Regions from separate parts of the Macaca mulatta genome. Here region 1 is linked to region 2. Evidence: chromatin contacts called from public Hi-C data. All regions are on one chromosome and are shown on one strand. The core of a region is the stretch at or near the end of the contact, and the rest is flanking DNA. Distances in the headings are between cores, read along the strand shown. Region 1 holds the start of MINDY1 (MINDY lysine 48 deubiquitinase 1). Region 2 holds the start of TNFAIP8L2 (TNF alpha induced protein 8 like 2).

Evidence for each region. A called contact is a pair of places that touch in the nucleus more often than the background predicts.
Region 1: a contact with region 2 is called in a Hi-C map of blood, with 4 times the contacts expected there. The contact joins the promoter of MINDY1 here to the promoter of TNFAIP8L2 in region 2. A contact is called at or near these places in 3 of 14 Hi-C or Micro-C datasets (blood, cortical neurons and fetal cortex germinal zone).

Annotation. Positions count from the first base shown.
Region 1 is chr1:116,097,173-116,100,787 of T2T-MMU8v2.0, reverse strand. MINDY1 (MINDY lysine 48 deubiquitinase 1) reads right to left here and starts at 2,116. Exons shown (of 11, transcript XM_077947935.1): 1 at 1,971-2,116; 2 at 27-513. PRUNE1 (prune exopolyphosphatase 1) reads left to right here and starts at 2,184. Exons shown (of 6, transcript XM_077947991.1): 1 at 2,184-2,394. LOC144331469 (a long non-coding RNA gene) reads left to right here. Exons shown (of 2, transcript XR_013398537.1): 2 at 1-572.
Region 2 is chr1:115,933,578-115,937,525 of T2T-MMU8v2.0, reverse strand. It overlaps TNFAIP8L2 (TNF alpha induced protein 8 like 2), which reads left to right and starts at 2,667. Exons shown (of 2, transcript NM_001257419.1): 1 at 2,667-2,743. The region is part of intron 4 of LYSMD1 (LysM domain containing 1); the gene reads right to left.

The sequences.
Region 1 (3,615 bases), core at 867-3,366, 160 kb before region 2:
GATTATTATTAAAATAAAGTTTTTACCTTAAAGAAGTGGGTGCTGTTCCAAGATTGAGAAGGAGGGTTCAGCTGTGGCAATGCGATGGGGAAGATAGGTGCAATGAGGGGGTCTGCCAGTGCCAGCTGCCTTCCAGCTGTCAACGCCTGAGCTTATACAGGTTTACACAGCTTTGCGAGCGACGGTACAGGCTTGGTTGTGGCCACTTCCGGACTCACGCCCAGTACTGGGGGCACTGGAGAGGGTGAAGGCAGGCAGGGGCGGAGCCCAGGTGCTCCAGGTCACTCAGAGAGTCTTCAGGATTCCTGAGTCGCCGAGTCTGGGGCATGCGCTCCAGGCCCTGACTACAAGCTGGTTTTCAAAGGAAGTTTGTGGTTTTTCTTTTCTTCTCTCTCTCTCTTTTTTGTTCTCATCGGGACGAAGAAAAATTAGGCAAGGACAAGCTCCCTGGAGGAGGAGGGGCCTGCCCAGCGCTGGTGGATTTCCATCAGGGCTTTCTGACCCGGTCAGCAGCTTTGTGATCAGCAGAGAGGGAGCAAGAAACAGGAGAGAAAAACAACAGACCCTTTCTCTTCCCTCCGCCTGCCTCTGGAAGGGACGGAGCGCTTGTGCCTCTCTGGTGAGAATAGGGAAGAGCAAGTGCCCTTGCTGAGTGGGGAGGAGCAGGGCTGGACAGAAGCAGCTTGTTGGATCTGGGCTGTCTCTCTGGGTATGGCAGTCCTTTGCTCTCGATCCACAGAAGCAGGACCAAAGAGCACGATATTTGCATATATTACTCAGTTAATGTTAAAAACAAACAAACAAACCCAGCTCTTTTCCCTCTGGATCCCTCCATAGAGGTCCTTTCCAAGTCCTTGCTGTATCATTTTTAAGTCTAGAAATGAAACTGGTTGGGTTGTGCACCTGGTAGAGTGCAGAGGGTGTGGAAGAAGCCCCAGGCTCTGGGCGCGATGGCTGACGCCTGTAATCCCAGCACTTTGGGAAGCTGAGGCGGGCAAATCACGAGGTCAAGAGATTAAGACCAACCTGGCCAACATAGTGAAACCCCATCTCTACTAAAAATACAAAAATTAGCAGGGCGTGGTGGCACGCACCTGTAGCCCCAGCTACTCGGGAGGCTGAGGCAGGAGAATCACTTGAACCCGGGAGGCAGAGGTTGCAGTGAGCCAACATCCTGCCACTGCACTCCAGCCTGATGACAGAGCAAGACTCCGTCTGAAGAAGAAGAGGAAGAAGAAAAAACTGGCAGAGCAGGCAGGCGATCCAACACCCCTGTGCTCTGGATCGTGGTTCCACCACAGGCCTCTCATCAGTCACCTCCTCTCGATTTACAGCTGGGGAAGCAGGAAAAGCTGGTGTGAGGCTGATGGTAGGAAATAAAGCGATAGATAAATAAATGAGGGAATTTTTGATGATGAGTGTCCATTTATTTACAGTACTTGCACTACCCTGCGGCTGCAAAGTGGCAGTTAAGGGAGGCTGGAACCTAACTCTACATTCTGAAGGGTTCCCTAAAACTCTATGTACAGGGCCGCCACAGGATGAAACTTCAAGCAACTCTAAAGGCTGAAAGAGCAGTTGGAACAATTAGGGTGGCAGAGAGCAAAAAGTCAAGGTTACAACCGTCCAAGAAAGGAAGGAGAAGATATTTGCGGAGGCTGTAGGAAAAAAACAGGCTACAGAGTTGCAAAGGGAGAAGCAGCAGGAGTTGGCAGGAGACTGTAGGTGTTAGGTAAACAAGAGGGGTCAAAGATTATTCTAATGTTCTCCTAACATGAACAACCACAAAACTGGTTGAGATTGAATCAGTTTGGTAAAAGGCAGAATTTCGGGAAAGAAGATCTGTTTTGCCAAGTGTCATTTAAAATGTCAACCGGATGCTCGGTGTGATATATGGAAAGATGTTATACTTAGCCTGATCTGAGAGGGAAAGTTCAGATGCCACAATAATGGGTTACTGTGACACATACACATTTGTTTACCAAACAACGGATCCCTCAGAAAACGCTCCTTCCCTCGGTAGCTAGGGACATTGCGGAGCCGCAGGACTACGTTTCCCACGTCGCCCCACGCCACACCCACTTGGCCTCTCCGGAAAGACGTCCCAGGAGCCTCTGGGCGTAGAGCCCCGCCTCCGCCGCTGGGGGAGGGGCGACGCCAAGCTCGGGAGCACCCGGTTACGCACTTCCTCCCGGGGTCGGAGGCCGATTAGCCGTGTGGCGGGTTCGAGTCCCGCCTCCTGACTCTGGCCTCTAGCCCCTGAGTCCCGGGCGGGGTGCATTCGCCGGGGAAACCTCTCCTCGACCACGGGCACCTCTCCTCGACCAGGGGCGACGGCGTACTTTGGGCTTCATCATGGAGGACTACCTTCAGGATTGTCGAGCTGCTCTACAGGTAACCGATCCCTGTATGTGACTGTAAGGAATGGAGCACGGGGTCCAGGAAGGACGAAGACGTGGGATCTGGGGAGCCTCGACGGTCCGTGTGGAGGGAACACTGAGTTGTGGGGAGGGGGGTTGGGGCCTGATCAGGTTTGGGGCATGAGGAGCGAGGAGCGAGAAGCCAGCTTAGGAGCGTGAGAATGCTGCTTGCTTAGTCTCCCGGTTTTTGGCTCCCCGCCTTTGGGGTCCGCCCGAGAGCTGGGAGAAGTCTTGGGTCTGAATCCTGCATTTGAGCCTCTGCTTGCTGTCATCTCGGTCAGTTCCGTCAAAAGGACCAGGACTGTGCGACCGCCAGCCGAGCCCCGCGAGGTGTGTTTATTCTTTTCTCCCCGCCCCTCTTTGAGTTCTCCGCTTCCAAGGCCTCGCTTGGCCCACTGGCCTCCAGGTGAACCTCGCGGGTGTGGAGGGAACCGGTGCTCACGGCTTTATTTCCTCTGAATGGCGGTTTCTGTCTGGCGGGCTGAACTCATTTCTAAGTTAGAAGTAGTCACGGTATTTTACTTTAAGTCAGTGTTTTTAAACCAAGCATACATAATCCATCAGGCATATTTGTTGACCCACAACCAGCATTCCTTTGCCTCCAGGTTTCTCCTTTGGCCTTAACGCACACACATTACATAAAAATTCTCCACTTGGAAGGGATAAGCACAAAGTGTGTTTAGAATCAAAACCATAAATATGACTACTGAATGCTTTGTGGCTTATTTTTGGTGCTCTCTGAGCCAGTTGGACTCACCCAGCCATGCTGAGCCGTCATGAGGCATTAGGCTGTTATCCCCAGTTAGCAGCAAAAAGCTAACCAGAGACAGACTCCAGGAGGTCACCCGGCCCCTCTACTTTGAGTTATATTGCCCTGAAGAAACCTAGACAGATGGCTTGCTGAGCTTTCCTTTTTAGATATCGGAAACTCAACAAATTCCCCTGGGGGACAGATTCTGTTCTTTAACAAATCCTGAAAGTCACTTAATTCCTGCTGCAGACTCAGCTGCTGGAATAAATGAATTGTCTTCATATTGAATTGGGGAGAAGGTCCATTTTAACACCAATTACATAGACATTTTCCTTGTGAAAAACAAATTTGGGGAGTTATTTCAATGCATAAGGCCATTTGGAACCAATCCCTTTTTGTTACGTCTGATTCCACCACAGGACTAATGTAGAGTTTTGGGGGCAC
Region 2 (3,948 bases), core at 1,418-3,917:
TTTCCCCTCATATCCTGGTTTTGGATATGTTTTGACTTTATTCTTTCAGCACATATTTATTGAGCACAGTATGTGCCAAGCACTATGCAGACACTAAAACATAATCTGAGCTCAGTGGGTAGACAGTTAATAAAATCACAAATTCCAGATGGGTGCTATGGCTCATGCCTGTAATCCCAGCACTTTGGGAGGCCAAGATGGGCAGAGAGCTTGAGGCCAGGAGTTCGAGACCAGCCTGGTCAACATGGCGAAACCCTGTCTCTACTAAAAATTCAAAAATTAGCCAGGTGTGGTGGCGGTGTAATCCCAGCTATCAGGGAGGCTGAAGCAGGAGAATCACTTGAATGTGAAAGGCAGAGGCTGTAGTGAGCTGAAATCGTGTCACTGCACTCCAGCCTGGGCGACAGGGACAGAGCAAGACTCTGAGAAAGAAAGAAAAGACAGAGAGAAAGAGAGAGAGGGAGGGAGGGAGGGAGGGAGGGAGGGAGGGAGGGAGGGAGGAAGGAAGGAAGGACGGAAGGAAGGAAGGAAGGAAGGAAGGAAGGAAGGAAGGAAGGAAGGAAGGAAGGAAGGAAGGGGAGTTTGAAACTGGAGAGGAAAACAGGTGAAGACTAGGTAGCAGAATTCTGAATCCAGAAGTTGTTATTGTATTTGCATCTTCTTATATTTTTATTCCCTTTATTCTTTTTCTTTTTGTTTCTTTTCTTTTCTTTTTTTTTTTTTTGGAGACACAGTCTCACTCTATCACCAGGCTGGAGTGCAGTGGCACTATCTCGGCTCACTACAACCTCTGCCTCCCTGGTTCAAGCGAATCTCCTGCCTCAGCTTCCCGAGTAGCTGGGACTACAGGCGCGCACCACCATGCCCAGCTAATTTTTGTATTTTTAGTAGAGACAGGGTTTCACCAGGTTAGCCAGGATGGTCTTCATCTCCTGACCTCAGGTGATCCACCCACCTTGGCTTCTCAAAGTGTTGGGATTACAGGCGTGAGCCACCATACCTAGCCGAGACAGGGTTTCACCACGTTGACCAGTCTGGTCTCAAACTCCTGACCTCAGGTGATCCACCCGCCTTGGCTTCCCAAAGTGTTGGGATTACAGGCGTGAGCCACCACGCCCGGCCTGGAGCAACTTTTTTGAAGCTTGCTATGATCTGATCTTTTTCCTTCTTCACTTATCTCTCAAACAACCTACATTCCAGACATATATCACCACTTCCTGAGAATGTCCTGTATTATGTTTTTTTCCTGTATGTGCTTACGCCATCCCCATCATCTGGGACTTCTTCCCTATCTCTGGCTATTAAGTAGTTGAATCTATCTTTCCAAGCCCTATCATAATTAAGCTTTCAAAATTATTTAAGTCCCCATTAAAGTTAATGGCATTGTTTGACTAGTATTACTGTTATTTACGCTTAAGGTTATCTCCCTGGCCAGATTCCCTGTAAGATTCTTGATGGCAAGTGTTTTTGTCTCATTCAACAACTGTGACTTCCAGCATGGGTGCAGTGGCTCACACCTGTAATCCCAACACTTTGGGAGGCCAAGGTGGGAGGATTGCTTGAGCCTAGAAGTTCAGCCTGGGCAACAGAGTGAGACCTTCCTCTCTACAAAAAAAAAAAAAAAAGGAAGGCCTGGTGGTGTGCACCTCTGGTCCCAGCTACTAGGGAGGCTGAAGTAGGAAGATCTCTTGAGCTCAGGAGGTCAAAGCTGCAGTCAGCTGTGATGATGCCACTGCACTCCAGCCTGGGCAACAGAACGAGACCCTATCTCAAAAACAAAACAACAAACAAACAAAAAAAACTCAATTGTGACTGCTCCTCATTTTGTATCCCTTTAGCAGCTACAAAGCTCACCCTGCGGTGTGCAGTGGCTCACACCTGTAATCTCAGCACTCCGGGAGGCCAAGGTGGATCACCTGTCAGGAGTTTGAGAGCATTCTGGCCAACATGGTGAAACCCTGTCTCTACTAAAAATACAAAACAAGCCGGGCATGGTGGCATATGCCTGTAATCTCAGCAACTCGGGAGGTTGAGGCAGGAGAATCACTTGAACCTGGGAGGCACAGCTCGCAGTGAGCCGAGATCACACCTTTGCACTCCACCCTGGGCTACAAGAGCAAAACTCCGTCTCAAAAAAAAAAAAAAAAAAGCAACTCAGTAGGCTTGTTCCTCTGGGCTAGTGATTCAGTGCTGTGCTGGCACCTGCTGGTCACCTGTGGTGTAGCAGCCCTGGTCCCAGCACCTTCCTCCCTTCAGTATTAAGGGTTGTGACAGTCTGTGCCCTTACCTAGCAATCACTGGAATAATACATTAAATACTCGCCCCACAGCACCACCTTTCAATCTGCAGAAATTTTCCCACTAGCTTCCTACCCCAGAAATTTGGACTTTACATCCTTCCCAGTACTGCAGAAATATAAGGACAGGATCTCCAGGAACTGGGCAGCAAGAAAAGAAAGAAGCAATGTGAGAGTAGAGGATGCAAATCCCTTTTCCCCCTTCAAAGAATCAAGACTGTTTCCAACAGAATTCCACTCTTTTTGACCTTTGTCTTATTTCTAGGTTGCTCTTGGGCCAGAGGCCTTCTTGGAGACAGTAGTGATGAACCGGAGGTTGAGCAGAGAGTAGGTAGGCGGGGCTCAAGGGGTGGGGCCAAGCCAAAGGGCTCTCACACTAAGTGAAGCTTCTCCATTCTGTAAGCTTTCCCGGAACATCCAAGGCAAGACTGGCACCCAGCACAGCAGGTGAGGGACCGGCAGTGACAGAATGGTAGACTTTAGGGGTAACGGTGGCAGAGGAGTCTCCAGCTCTTTCAGTCTTAGCTTTTCATATTGTGAAACTCTTGCTTATACAATTCTTGGGTCCTTTGTAGAGCTTAACTTAGTTTTTCTGGTGGCAAGGCAGCCTCTGAAAGACCTGGTTTTGGATGCAGTGGGGGCAGGGCTGAGGGATGCAGGTGGATCCATATCCGTATGGATGTGTGTGAAATGCAAGGAAGTCTTAGGAGACAAGGAGATGGACGGGTAAGGGCCAGAGGGAGAGTATGGCCAGGCCAGAGAGGATTATAGGGAGGACCCAGACAAGAGAAAAAGGGAGACTGAAACAGGGAGAGAGGGAGAGGACATCGGAACAAATGTGAGACGGCAATGGGGGCAATGGAGAGCTGGGTAACAGGAAGGCCAAGGAGGAAGGAAGGCTCACATGGAGCAATCTCCTCTTCCGGCTGGGGAACATGGTCCAGAAAGCCCCAAGGCAAGCTGGGAGCAAAGCAAGGTTCAGGTTTCCACTGGAAGGATTCAGCTGGGGAAGAAACCCCCTCAGTCCCCACCTCCCCTGCCTCTTCAGACTCCCATTTTGGTTTGGGGGAGAGGGCGAGGCTGCTCCTCACTGCGGTCACAGCCACATCCTGCAGAGCAGGGGAGGGGGAAGTAAGAAGCAAAACAACCAGAAGAACCACAGGCGAAGACCATGGGGAGAGAACCCTGGACACATGGAGCTGATATGCCGCCAAGAAGGTCCTGAGTTCAGTGCAGCAGAAGGCTCAGACCTTCAGGACTGCCTGCCCTTCTTGAGGTGCTGGTTTCTTGTGCTTCCTCAGTTGGCTTTAACCACACTGGGAGCATTCTGGGGAAGGAGGTTTCTCTGGATTATTTGGTTTGAAGCCCATCTTTATCATTTACTAGTGACTTTGGCCAAATTGCTAAATTTCTCTTAGCTTCAGTTTTCTCACTGCAAAATGGGAATACCTACCTTAACCTTATACAGGATTGGGAAGACTAAGATGACTGACATAAAGCACTTGGCACATAGTAGGTTCTCAGTAAATGTTAGTTATTACTCCTATTAGGATTCCTGGGATGCTTATGCTTCTTACTTTAAAGGAAGTACAGTGCAATAGCTGCCACTGGCTTTGGGGGCCAAAAAATGAGTTGTGTTTGATCTTGGGTAA